Linked DNA regions of Rattus norvegicus: all the other regions are linked to region 2. Evidence: chromatin contacts called from public Hi-C data. All regions are on one chromosome and are shown on one strand. The core of a region is the stretch at or near the end of the contact, and the rest is flanking DNA. Distances in the headings are between cores, read along the strand shown. Region 1 holds the start of Tnfrsf21 (TNF receptor superfamily member 21). Region 2 has its middle 48 kb from the start of Adgrf1. Region 3 overlaps Tnfrsf21 (TNF receptor superfamily member 21).

Evidence for each region. A called contact is a pair of places that touch in the nucleus more often than the background predicts.
Region 1: a contact with region 2 is called in a Hi-C map of psoas muscle, with 4 times the contacts expected there. The contact joins the promoter of Tnfrsf21 here to the enhancer-like site in region 2. A contact is called at or near these places in 12 of 12 Hi-C or Micro-C datasets (the A7r5 cell line, the Rat2 cell line, Schwann cells and 7 more) and 1 of 1 datasets of contacts at active chromatin or transcription factors (oligodendrocytes).
Region 3: a Hi-C map of psoas muscle shows a contact between it and region 2, with 4 times the contacts expected there. The contact joins two enhancer-like sites. A contact is called at or near these places in 2 of 12 Hi-C or Micro-C datasets (frontal cortex and psoas muscle).

Annotation. Positions count from the first base shown.
Region 1 is chr9:25,448,362-25,453,211 of GRCr8, reverse strand. It overlaps Tnfrsf21 (TNF receptor superfamily member 21), which reads left to right and starts at 1,889. Exons shown (of 6, transcript NM_001108207.1): 1 at 1,889-2,431. The coding sequence starts at 2,336.
Region 2 is chr9:25,256,943-25,261,347 of GRCr8, reverse strand. It overlaps the pseudogene Atp5mg-ps1. Among named protein-coding and RNA genes, the nearest start is that of Adgrf1, 48 kb to the right of the region's middle. Within about 2 kb of position 3,062, at least 3 of the 93 cell types and tissues checked have an H3K27ac peak or open chromatin away from gene starts, as enhancers often do.
Region 3 is chr9:25,391,031-25,395,618 of GRCr8, reverse strand. The region is part of intron 4 of Tnfrsf21 (TNF receptor superfamily member 21); the gene reads left to right. Among named protein-coding and RNA genes, the nearest start is that of Tnfrsf21, 58 kb to the left of the region's middle. Within about 2 kb of position 1,913, at least 5 of the 93 cell types and tissues checked have an H3K27ac peak or open chromatin away from gene starts, as enhancers often do.

The DNA.
Region 1 (4,850 bases), core at 640-3,139, 190 kb before region 2:
ATTGCGTGGAGAGGCATAGTGATTGCATGGCTGCAATTCAGGTGGGGGTGGGGCTGAGGGAGGATGAGTATGCCCTAGAGGCTAACATGAGCTACACAGCAAGATCTTGTTTAAAACAAAACCAAAAAGCAGCTGGCCAGCCAAACAAACTCCAACCCAAAGGCACATGAAAAATGGAATTCAGATGATTAGTGTCCCATAAGGACCTGATGGGATATGAAAGCAATACAAAGGATAAAATGAACGAACAGGTTAGAGCTGCGGTTACCCAAATTAAACTCTCGAAGCTTGGAAGAAAAAAATCATACATTGCCTCAAGTGACTCACATTTGCTTGCAAGGCGTCAGCTGGCCCCTTTTCTTTAATATCTCATTTTGTTTCCTTTTAAACAAAATCACATATGATAGTAGAGACCAATAATTTGAATTTTGGAAGAATTAATTGGCCCTATTATACATGGAAATGTAATAAACACTCCCTCAGTTTTGGCAGCCTCAGAGAGAGGGATAGGGAAATTCAAGTTGAAATATCATCCCCCTGCCCCAAATTCTGTATTTAAGGATAGCATTTTTCAGAACTTTTAAAAATTTTACTGGAGACTTAATATTACAACTTTCCCCTTCAGGGTTTATGGCCAAGAATTTTTTTTTTTTTTTACTGGCAGATGTTTGAAAGATCAGAGTATAATAAATCCTCACATTAATTTTTAAATACATTTCTTTCTTCCAAAGAATGCCGAGAAAGAGAACCAACTCTCAATGTACTAACGGGCAAGGGAGGAAATAGTTCCCCTACCACGGCAGCTTCGTCTTCTCTGTACGGGGGTTCCTCACTGCTGACATCAAAATTACCCAACGAGGGGGTTGGGGATTTAGCTCAGTAGTAGAGCGCTTGCCTAGGAAGCGCAAGGCCCTGGGTTCGGTCCCCAGCTCCGAAAAAAATAGAACCAAAAAAAAAAAATTACCCAACGAAAGCAAACTGAAAGAGGGGAGGTTTGTTCTGCACTTGACCTTAGCCAAAAGGCCGAGAAGCGATGGGAGGTTTGTTCTGGCTTACGGTTTCAGGGATATGTTTATTGCAGGAGAGGAAGGGGGCCGCTGGTCACATCGGATCTGCAGTCCGGAAGCAGGGGGAGCCACACATAAATGCCGAGAATACACCTGCTTTCTCCTCTTGATCCAGTGTGAGACCCCAGGACACCCCAAAACACAGCACAGGTTGGGAACCAACACACAGGTCTTTGTGTTTGGCAGTTGATGTGAGCTGCATGATTCTTGTTTTTTTCTTTTTTTCTAGTCTGTTTACTTAATTAATTTTTGAGACTGGATTTTGTTTTGTGAGCCAGGCTTGTGTGGAGCTCCAACGTTGGCTGGCCTGGAAGGGGAGAATTTCATATCTCAGCCGAAAGAATGCTTAATGACACCATTATGCTCAGATCGATCATTCATTCATTCATTCATTCATTCATTCATTCATTCATTCATTCACATCTTTGCATTAGATAGGAGTTATCTGTGTAACCCAGACTTTTCCTCCAACTCCAAATCCTCCTCCCTCAGCTTCCCTGGTAATGAAAATACAGGCGTGCGCCATCATGCTCAAGTTATATTGGCTGTCCTTAATACTTATGTTAGGAAAAGAAAATAGTCTCTGCTTTACATACAATCTACTTGGAATCATTTTTTAAAATATGTTGAGTCGGGATGAGGGCTGTGTGCAGGACTCGCGGTTTAACAAGCAAACGCAATTCCTCCAGCTAACGCCAAGGGGCATCCTCTCCTTCCACTCGGTTTCTGGTGCGCCTTGAGCTCTTTCCATCTGCACAAAGAGCCCGGCCTCCTCCCGGGTGACATCACAAAGGGTCGTTCTCCGCCCCTTCGGCACCACCACGTGTGTCCCCGAGCTGAGTGGCCATCCGACTCAGTCCCTCACCGGCCGGTCTGGGCAGCGGAGGAGACGAGTGGTTGGTAGTGGCTGGAAGCTTCGCTATGGGAAGTCGCTCTTTAGCACTGTCGCCGCTCGCCCTGCTCCCTGGTTCTCCGCAGCCGCTGTCGCTGGAGAGCACCGGGAGGCGCGGGTTGCAAGCGCGCCTGCTTCTCCCCGCCCGGGCGCCAGCGCCCCTGGGCAGGTGCTGAGCGCCTTCTCCGAGCCTCCCCTGCTGCCTCCCTCTTCCGCCTAGCCGCCTTGCTGCTGCAGTGCACATGGGCTGCTGGAGGTAGATGGGCTCACCGCCCGTGAGGCGGCGGTGGATGCGGCGCTGGGCAGAAACAGCCACCGATTCCAGCTGCCGTGGGGCCGAGCGCCCGGAGCGCCGCTGCGAGCCCCGGGCTCAGCCATGGGGACCTCCGCAAGCAGCATCACCGCCCTCGCCTCTTGCAGCCGCATCGCCGGCCAAGTTGGAGCCACGATGGTCGCCGGCTCCCTTCTCTTGGTGAGCGATCGGAGGGGACCCTAGGGTGGCGGCTACGTTCGAGCCTGTGTCCGGGAGCCGGGCGGGTCCTCAGGCCCGTAGTGCCGGAGGCGCGTGGTGGGACTAGCCAGGTTGGAAGGGTTGGTTACAGGGCAATAGCAAGACCGAGGAGGACTTCTACTAGATAATTTTTTTTTTATTAGTGGGGTGAGTTAAGACTAGGGAGTGTTACAGAATTATTTTTCTTGCCATCTGGTTGCTTGGAGGAGGCGCGAGAGGTGGCCGCCCCGGCGTCCTGCGCATTTCAGGGCTTTTGCCCCCGACTCGGCCTATCTCGTACCCCAACACCCAGCCTCACCCCAATATCATTCGCCGCCAGACCCTCGGCGTGGTGCGAGGCCCGAGTAGTCCTGTCAGTTGCCAGCTGCCGGTTGTGGCCGCTGCTTTGTCGCTACTGCAATGTCATGTCCGGATGCTACCGCAGTGGAGACAGCGGGACCGGTGCGCTCCGGACGCGAGCAACCGCTGCATGCTTCCGCGCGCGAGGCATTCCGGAGTAGGGCGCAGGCCACCCCTTGCTTCAGCTTCCTTGCTTCTCTCCTCCCTCTTGGCTCGGATGGGTCCTGATTTCTGCACGCCAAAAGAAGAAGAAGAAGGGGTGGGGAGAGAGGAAGGACCCAGAGACCCAGGCGCCTCTAAAGCACCGGCTTGGAGCCAACCGGCGCTCTGGCTCTCAGTAGAGGGGGAGGGGAAAGAGCTACATAAAGGAGAATTAATTTTCTCCATCCTTTTCTTATTTCTCCTTTTCTGTGTTTAGACATGTCACCACGCAAGATGATGCAGGCTCTCTCAGCACCCAAATCTGGGGCGTGCCGGGATCGCGATTCTCCATCACTTTATCTGATCAAAGCCTGACATCATCCCTTACCCAAAACTTACCCCCAGCTGGCCCTTTATTTCCAATACTGGGGCCAAGTGGGGAATTAGGTGGAAGAAAATTGGAATTCAAACCCTTGAGACGCCATAAACCAGCCATGCCTTTCATCCCTGCAGGGAGGAGGAAGATTGTTAACTAAAAACTAAACAAAAACAAGAAAGAGCTTGTTTTCATGGTTGGGCTGTGTAAGGGAAGGCAGGCCTCTTGTCTCCTTCCCCTAAAGGGCTTACTGACTGGCCAGCCAAGATCTGGGGCTTCCATCATTACAGTTGCTATGGCCTGGGAATTCATGCTACAGAACACCCCCCCCCACCCTCGTGTGTGTGTGTGTGTGTGTGTGTGTGTGTGTGTGTGTGTGTGTGTGTGTGTGTATGTGAGAGGGGGGGGGGAAGAGAGGGGCTAAAGAAAGTTTGTTGTTCTTAGCATTTATGAGATCAATCTCAGTGTCCCTTGGGAGACTCTTTTCTGTCCTTTTATAACAATGGCAAAGTCCCAGTCCCTTAAACAAGTGTGGGTAGTAAACAATCAGAGAGTCCTTGGGACAGTGTCAGATTGAGGGAGTTCATGGGAGCGCTGATTCTAAGGTCCCTTGCTGAGTTCTCTCTAAAGGCCTTAGACCTGCTTTGCTCACTGCTGTGTGCCCCTGCCCCACACAGATATAATCCTTGTAGATTAGTCCTCACTCAGTCTGAAATTAGTTATTGCTCAATGTGTAGTAATGATCAAACAGAACTCACCCACAAATTGCACACCAGATTTGCAACTGAGGACCTGACGACCTAAGTTTGACAGTTAAATGAAGTTTATGAAGGGTTTTTAGAGGCAATCTTGAGGTGATAATACGACAGGGTCCCTTGATCTCCTCCTAACTACAGAGAAAAGGCTTTTTTAAATTAATGGAGTAGGTGGAGTATGGGGATACGCCAGGAACCATGGGGAGGTACGCAATGACCTTCTCCTCCATCCCCACTTTGGACAGTCCAGTCACCAGGATGGGCTCTGTTTCTGTGCGCCCTGTTGGTAATTTTGGCCACATTAAGGGCAGACACCCGGTGCAACATGGTGTGAGGACACAGAGGTTAATGCTGTGCATATACAGTGTGGTTAGATGAAGAAATAGCCATGCCAGTGGATCATCTCACAATGGCTTCCAGGTACCCTTCTCTTGTTTTTCCATAGCAGTCTTTGTTATTTTTTTGTGGCATTTTTTCTTTTAAGCATGATGACCTAGCTACACAAAAGCTTACTACAGGCTCTTATACGTATGCGCATTGTATGAACTTGTTGAGAGAGCACCGTGGTGATTTATCCAGAGTATCTCCTTCATCCCCAACATCCCTGACAGACAGGCGTTGCCTCCGTTCTATAGGTGAGAAAATAGCCTCCAAGAATTTTACTGGTCCGGTGTAGTATGTGGTGACTGGGCTGGAACTCCCTGGCTCCTACTGTCTCTCACCTGGGTATCGCACTGCTCGTTTCACAACTTCGAGTTGCTTGATGGGT
Region 2 (4,405 bases), core at 1,813-4,312:
TCTTTTCAGAATACTGGCCAAACCATGGGAACATTATCTATCCTTCAGGGTGAGTTCTATTCTCTGGGAGCACTGCCTATCTATTGGACAACTGTCGATCCTTTGTGAGCTTTGCCTCACACAGTGATCCTCTTCGTTGGCTGCACACGAGCCACACTGGGGTATCTATTGGCTACAGATCTCAGGGGGTAGACCCTGTGTATGATAGTCACTCAGACGGCGCTATTACAAAGCAGATGTTAAGAATGGTCCAAAGGCAGAGGATCTGCCAGTCTGGACAATTCCCCGTGTTGTATGCTGTGACAGGAATTCTCATGTTAGTCATAGACTAGGAGGAAGAGCTCAGTCTTGCCTTTGGAAGGGATGGTCTCTGAAAGAGTCACACTAGAAGGGATGCCCTTGCTAAATCAAAGAAAGACGGGTAATTGTTTACCGAGCCAGACAAAGGAGGGCGTGTTAGGGAACATTCCACCAAAGGAGTGAGTCGTGATAAGGCAAGATAGTGTGAGGTGTCGGGGTGAACCCTGAAGCTGTGTTGAGGAGGATGTACAGTCCATCTGTCTGCTTGGATGAAAGCACTCCACAACTAGGTGACTCAATTACCAGAAATTCATTGTGTCACACTTCTGGATCCTGGGATTTCCATCTTAAGGTCTGAAAGGTTGGTCCTCTTTTCCAGTGATGATCTTTTTAAGTCTTCAACCCTCCGTCCTTTGTGAAGCTACAGAAAGCTTCTATGTCCTTAGTGACCTATGGGCATTTCTACCAAATGACCCTTATCACCATCAACTTGGGCTGTCCTAGTTTACTTTCCATTGTTTTGATAACTACAGTGACCAAAAGCAATTTAGGGAGGAAAGGGCTTTTTAACCCTACACTGTCATTATCAAGGGAAGTCAGAGTATGCACTCAAGGCAGGAGCTTGGAGCAGAAACCATAGAGAAATGCTGCTTACTATTGTGGAATAATTAATATTTTATATATTTTTTCCAACCCAGCTAGTTCCCCAGGAATTGAGAGAGTTCTAAGGATTTACTCAAACAAGCTTAAAAGCACAATAACTGGGCAGGTACCTTTAAACTAATTTTCTAAGCTAGTCTAGCTACCTCCTAGCTACACATCCCAAGTGATTTGCCGGTATTTGTCCTTTGTCCCTGACTGGGCTGAATCTACTCCGTCAGGCTGAGTTCTTGATGGGTTATTTCTCCACTGCTGATGAAACGAGCCAATTCAAGCCAGATTAGATTACATATTAAAGGCAGATTTATTGGGAAGCTGCTCTTGGATGAGTTCATTGCCCCCAAGGACCAAGGCCAGGGAAATCACCATGGGGAGAGAAATGGAGAAAGGGCACCAGAGTGCAGAGTGAAAAGAGTGAGAAGGAAAAAGAAAGGAGAGACTAAAAAGTCTAGATTATATAGGAAAGAGCCTCTGGGGGTAAGGGCAGCCCAACCCCTGGGCTGGAAAGTTTAGGGTTGGGGACAGGCTATGCCAGATAGGGACTGAGGGAACCTGGAGGCTAAGTGTGGTATGATATGTAAAATATGCAGCTCAGTCTCTTGTCCAGGGATCCAAAACCAAACAGTTCTTTTACTGTATCCTCTCCTCCCATTTCTTCTCTCTTCCCATTTTTTTCTTCTTCATGGTTCCACCTCTGACCCCAAGCTTGGGAAGCCCAACCCTACCTACTTCTGCCCAGTTATTTTTTTTAACCAATCAACTCTAAATTGGGGAGCAAGGTTTCCCCAACAAAGGCCTGTGTATGTGAGAATGCACTCCTCTGGACAGCAACCAGATCATGGAGTTCAGAATTGAGCATCTGTATACATAGCACCAGACCAATCCCAACAGCTGCCTTACTCACCGGTACATGCTCAGTTAGCTTTCTGATATAGTCTAGACACACCTTCCCACAACGGGCTGTGCCCTCCCATGTCAGTCCGGATAGTCTCTCACAGACATGGTGTCTTCATTACTACTGCTCTATTGCTGTGAAGAGACACTAGGACCAAAGCAACGCTTACACAAAGACAAGATTTAATTGTAGGCTTGTTTACAATTTCCGAGGTTAGCCCGTTATCATCTCGGTATCATGGATACGCGTAGGTGTGGTGCTGGACCTGTAGCTGAGAACTCTACATCCTGATCCACAAGTAGCAAAAACCAACTTGGGTCTAGCCTGGGATTTTGAAACCTCAAAGCCCACCTGCAGTGATGTGCTTCCTCCAACAAGGCCACACCTACTCCAACAAGGCTACAACTCTTAATCCTTCTAATCCATTCAATTAATACTGCTCCCTGGTGACTAAGCATTCAAATATATGGGCCAATGGGATCATTCTTTATTATTCTTATTCAAACTACCAGACATGGTTACAGATAAATCTGATCAAGGCAACTTTTCAATTGAACATGAGTCTAGCACATTGGCCAGTTTTGTCAATTTGACACAAACTAGAATTTTTGTCTTTTTTTTTTTTAATAACAGACCTCAATTGAGAAATGTCCCTACTGTGTTGGCCTGAAGGCAAATCTATAGTGTATTTTCTTAATTGACAATCGATGGGTTTGTAGTCGTGGGTTGGATAAGAAATGCAAGCCAGTAAGTTGCCCCCTCTTCAATGGCTTTTGCTTTAGTTCCTGCCTCCAGGTTCCTGCCCTGCTTGAGTTCCTACCTTGACTTCCTGTGATGATGAACTTTGATGTGGTACTATAACCCGGAAGTAAACATTTTTTTCCCAAACTTTCTTTTGGTCTTGATATATTACCACAGCCATAGAAACCTTAACTAAGATATTCTGTGTAATGTCAAGTAGACAATCAAACAACCAGGGACACTACACACACCCAGAATAAATTCCTGTGGACTAAAGATGTCTCCAATTGTATTTTAAACATTACTATTCTTGGCAAATCCCCTCCTTCCTGTCAGTGCACAGGCGCTAATTTTGGAGGCCATGATCCACGGTATTTTTGGCTGCTTCTCCTGCACCAGTGAGATGGCATGGCACTGGCTTAAAGGCCACTGTATAAAAATGTCAGAAGTCAACACTCAGCCAGTGCTTCAGAGTGATGTACCTTCCACCTTAGATCATGGCCAAGTTCATCTGTAACTTGGCAGAGAAGACACCGTCAATGGTGATCGCTGCTGTGACTTACTCAAAGTCTTGATTAGTCATATTTTGGCACTACACCAAGGTTGAGCTGGCTCCCCTAACCCCTGGTGAAATCACTACAGCTATTCAGAGCATGAAAAAATAATTCACAGTGCTAAAACTGGTAACTTCAAACACCTTACAGTTAAGGAGGCTGTGCTGAACGGTTTGGTGGACACTGAGGTGTGGATATGGTTTTACATCAGAGAGATCATAGGCAAACATGGCATTGTTGGCTATGATGTTTGAAGACCCATCGTTAACTTTCAATTTGAGTTCTTATTTGAATGTTCTTGGACCATGTGTAATGAGACTGCCCTCTGAATAAAATACTAGCTGTGGAATAAAAAAAATGTCAGCAGTCAGAGTGTGAGAGAAGGCAAGTGTCTTTGGGAAATTAGTGGTCTGGGTTTTCCTCAAGAGAACAGCTATGTAGTGGCTAGAGATGGCTCAGTGGTTAAGAATGCTTGCCGCTCTTACAGAAGAGCCAGGCTGGGTTGCCAGTGCCCATAGCAGGTGGCTCATAACTCCAATTTCAGGGGACCTGACACCCTCTTCTGACCTCCACATGCTCTTGCATATACATGGTACACTTACACACATGCAGACTCACATACATACAAATAAAATAAGATAAAATAAAATATGCAAAGGGAACTGTAATAATTTCCCCTCTGAATATTTTAACATTCTCCAGAAGGTCTCCAGGAGAGGACAGCCTAAGCACTGGAAACAGTGGGACCCCTTTCGAGTGCAGCATGTTTTTGTGAACTCTTTAATGGGATCCTATAAAAGCTAGTGTTCTTCACCTTCCTCCTTCCCAGGACCTGGCTGAAAGCCCATGTCTCACAGGTCAATGGGCCAAGAAAGCCCCTTGAATGCCATGTGGGAGAGGGTTGCAGTCAGTGCTTCAAGAGTTGATTCTGACTGAGCTTCTGAATCTTCCTCTTGAAACAGATGAAGTGACAACCAAGTTAAGTCAACCAGCCCTTCTGTTGGTCCCAAGAAGACAAAGTTTGTTTCCTCAGTAACAAGAACCTTGTTTGATCAGTTTGAAGGTAACCAAGGAGTTCGCTCCATACTTCGCTGCTAGAAATGCAGAATCCAGTTTTCTACAAAGGGAAGTACATCATCGAGAGATCAAACAATGTGCTCAGAACATCTTAGAGTGGGCCAGGGAGATAGTTCATGCCTTAAAAACACGAAGTAACTGGGTTTGGGTCCTGGCGTTAATGTAAAAATGACAGAGA
Region 3 (4,588 bases), core at 664-3,163, 140 kb before region 2:
TGCTTTCGAAAGCAAAACAGGAGAGTGGAGATTGACAAGCTGTTGAATTCCTCGGGGTGCACTCAGTTTGAGGACCCTGGGTAAAACCACTATGCTTCTCTACCTCAGTTTCCTTGCGACAAAACATGACGCTCTTGGCTTGCTTTGGGGATGAAAGCTCCATGGCCGCCAGAAAGCAGCTCACACATGTTTGTATGTTTATTTCTCTTTTTGGATGTAATGACTTCCCGGCTTGTTCCTAACCAGCTCTAACTCACACACATAATGGACCTTTTAAATCCTGAAGTCTGGGGTCACATAGTTTTGGACAGGGAGGCCCACCAGGTTTCCAGGCTGCTTGGAAGTGGATGGTCTGTCAAGGCGGAGAGTTGCTGGGTTCAGTGCCCAAGAACTAGAAAATCCAGCCAACTGTAAATATTTATTCCTTCCGGCCTGTGTGGGTGCTGCCCGGAATGTTTTCCTTTGCAAGAAAACAAAGGTGTGTGTGAAGATAATGCTTTCTTTTGCCCAGTTACTGGCTGTCAGGAGAAAGGACATTGGCTAGCCGAATTTCTAGGTTTTCTTTTTAACTCTCTTTTCCTTCTTTTCCCTACTTTGACTTTCGACCCTTTGTGAATGCAGCTAGGCTTAGCGAGTGCAATATTTGTTTTCTTTTATTTACCACCCTTTCCCTTTAGTGGGTGGGGTAAGAAGATGACCTTGAGTTCCTATGCAAACGGACCAGTCTTAACTCTATTCTCACCTAATAAAATGGTTGTCAGAGCTGACCAAGGCATTACCTTGTCATGCTTTGGGATTCACAAAACAAGGTGTGAGAGCTATGGCTGGTGGCTAGGTTCTGGAACAGTCTGATAACCTGGATGGAGTACCAACACCTTTTATTTCATCCTGATTTTTTTTTTTTTTTTTTTTGATTGGGTCTCACCAAGTTGCTTTGGCTATCGTAGAATTTAGAAAGTAGAAGCAGGCCTGAGTTTGAGGCCATCTTGGTCTACATATTGAATTCCAGGACAGTCAGTGATATAGAGAGACCCTGTTTTAAAACAACATTTGTTTTAAAGGGACTGGAGATATGTCTTAGTAATTAATAGCCCTGGCTGCTTTTGTAGAGAATCCAGGTTCCGTTCCTAGCACCACATACAGGTTTACTCTATCTCTAACTCCTGTTTCAGAGGTGTCTGATGCCCTCTTTTGGCATCTTTGGGCACAAGACATACGTACATATGTACACATACATACATACACACATACATACATGAAGGTAAATATTCACAACCATGAAATAAAACTAAATGGATATAACACAGTGTAGTTTTACATCCCCATGATCCTTAGGGGGTTAATGCAGGAGGGCTACAAATTTTAGGGTAACCTGGGCTAATCCAGCAAGATTCTGTAGAAAGAAGAAAAAAAATGAAGGGGGGGGAGGATAGACAAGAAGAGGGAGGAAAGTGAGAGAGAAGCACTAGAGTTTTCATTGACCAGCTGCTTGCCTTGAGTGGTGTGGGTGAGGGGCAGGTGAGTGTGGCTCTCTGCCCAGTGAGATAAGGTAGGTAAGTCTACACAGTCATTTAACCGCAGCGGAACTCGGGAGATTTTGTTCTTCTTTACTTGAATGTTTCCTTGTCTTCAGGGAATTTTCTGCCTTTGTAGAACCACAGTGGAGACACAACCCTCTCAGGATGGGAGTGGTCGGCCACACCTGTGTTGTCTCTCGCCTTTTCCTTTAACCTCCCTCGGTTGGTCCCTCCCCTCAGAATTGTGTAGTAGCCTTTGTGCTAGGTACTGGATGGCGGGCGGGCATTGCTCTAGCAGCTGGGAGAATCCCTAGTGCTAGCGAAGGAGTGGGCTTCTCTCTGCTGAGGCCATTGCTGCTCTGGCTGCTGAGGTAGCCCAGCTCCTGGCTTTTTGCCGCCAGGCTGCAGGATAGAGCAGCTGTCCGTATCTGCGGGTCTGACTGGGACTAGCAATGTTCAGAAATGTGAAAGCGAGCTGGGATAAATACCAGCTGTACATTTCAGTTGGCTTTTTGGTGATTCAAGCAAGGTTTGTTTTTATGTTGTTGTTGATTTTCTAGAAAATAGAACCTATTGTCCCGAGGCCTAAGGACCTGAGACCTTTAGCCAGACATTCGTGCATTTGGCCCCTGCTCTTTGCCGTGTCACTATGGCACAGAGGGTCATTTAAGGATATGTTACTTGATCACAGGGCATGACTGTGGGCTCTGGGGAACGTCCAGGGTAGTAAGAGGAGGGCAGTTGCTGACATCTTCAGGCTCAGGTATGTTTCATGTTGCTGGTGATAGGGCACAAAGGAGCCATATGTGTGAATAGACTTTAGACATTTGGTGCTTTTCAGGCTGTTTCACTTATTACTATATCCCAAAGGATCAGCTGAAGATGGCAGCTGGCTAATACCAGCCCAATACGGTGAAACAGGATTGCCAAGAGTTTGAGGCCAGCCTGGGCTACAAAGTTGAGCCAGGGTACACAGTAAGAATCTGTCAAACAAACAAACAAACAAACAAACAAGCAAAACAAGAACCAAAGATGCTCTATAAAGTTTTGTAGTTACTCGCAGCCCTGCGATGTAGTAGCTGCTTGCCTAGAATTAGGCAAAGAAGAAAGGTGGTCCCTGCCTCCCAAAGCATCCCTCTCCAGGATGAAGGATCGGTAACTAAAATTCACCGACACGAACAGATGTTCCACTGGGAATGTGTGTGAGAGCTTACGGCATTGGATGGGGAGGTATTCTTAGTCTAGACATGCCCAGGACGCTAAAGCTGAGGCGTGCTGGTGTGTTTTAAAGGACAAGATCCTGGTTTCACTCAGAATGGCACTTTGGCTGTCTCTGTCGTAGGCGGTAGGCAGCCGCACCTGCCTGCATGCGGTAGGGCCTTCTCGAACAACTCGTGTTTTCTCACGTCCCGTTTTACTTGGCTTGGTAGCAAAGTTAACACTTTACAGAAACTTCAGACTGGTCCGTGTAAGTAAGACACAAGAGTGAGGTTCGAATGTCCCCTCCACAGCAAATGCAGGCCTTCAAACTTCCAATAACAGATAATAGGGACTGACAGATTTGGGCTTTCTCCTGGTCAGAGTTGAATTTTGTTTTCTCCTCTCCGTGTGTGAATGTGGGCAAGCCCAGTCCTGTCCCCGTGCCTCAGTTTCTTCCAGAGAGCTTCGTAAAGCTCTTCTGAACTAAAAGGATGCATGTACCCAGTTCTGTGCTTCACGTGGATCTCGGTGACCTGGATCTTAGTGGCTCCTCTGTTTTCTTTGAGGCCAGTGGTTCTCAACCTGCGGGTCACATCCGCATTGGTGGTGTTGAATGAATGACTCATTCACAAGGGTCGCCTAAGACCATCTGCGAATCAGATATTTACATTACGATTCATAACAGTAGCAAAATTATAGTGATGAAGTAGTAACAAATATAATTTTATGATTGGGGGTCGCCACAATATAAGGAATTATATTATTATTATTATATGGCACATTCAATATTAATATCTCAATATATCAATAATGTAAAACAATGTTACATTATGTTAAATATAAATGTTATTAATTATAATACCGATATAATGTAATACATGAAATATTAACTATAAAGATTAAATTTATGATAAAATTATGTTATTATTAAAGGTTCACGGCATTAGGAAGGTTAAGAACCACTGTTTTAGCATAATGAACTAAAAACTGCGAAGCAAGGGAGAGTTGACCAGCGTCTGCTGAGAATCCATCTACCACATTTAGAACGTTTTTTATTTTGCCAGACAGGGTTTCTTTGTGTAGCCCTGGCTGTCCTGGAATTAACTCTGCAAATGAGGCTAGCCTCAAACTCAGAGATTCACAGGCATGCACTACCTGGCACAGAAAGAGTCTTAAAACATTATATGGTCACACACACACACACACACACACACACACACACACACTTTATCACTACTCTTACTATTTTATTGTTGTCACTGTTGTGAAGGAAGGGCAGGATAGTTTTACACAGGCACTTAATTTAGTAAACATTAATCCCCTGTCCCTTATGTGCTGAGCCCCATAACTGACACTGAGACACGGCCTAGAAGTAGAAATCTGACCGTTTCCAGCTTGGCCAGACTTCTCCATAGTGTTCCTGTCCCCTGGTCTGTCAGTGCCCCATGTCACTAACCAGTCACTAGCTCATGAGAAAACCACACGTCGTTGTGCAGCACTTTTAATTTCAACGTTTTCCTTGAAGGACAGACAAACACCGCTTTTGATTTCCTTCTTAAAATTTGTCACCAGGAAAACATCCTCTTACCTCCAGTAGGAGTGAGTCAGGAAGGGCGGAGTCACCTATCATTAAAGTAAATCGTTGCCACAAACGGGGGGAGGGGTGGGGGGGATTGTATATCTATAATCCCATCTTTGGTGGGGTGCTTCTGAAAATGACAATGCACACAGAAGATGCACACAAGTCTTTCCAAAGCCTAATCCTGGGTCACTTGGCAAACACTTCGGTGAGATCCGCCAGGACCTCTCCCCCTCCCCCAGAGAGAGGTTGTACGTAAGCAGTCTTTTGAAATGCATAGTGTGCGACATTC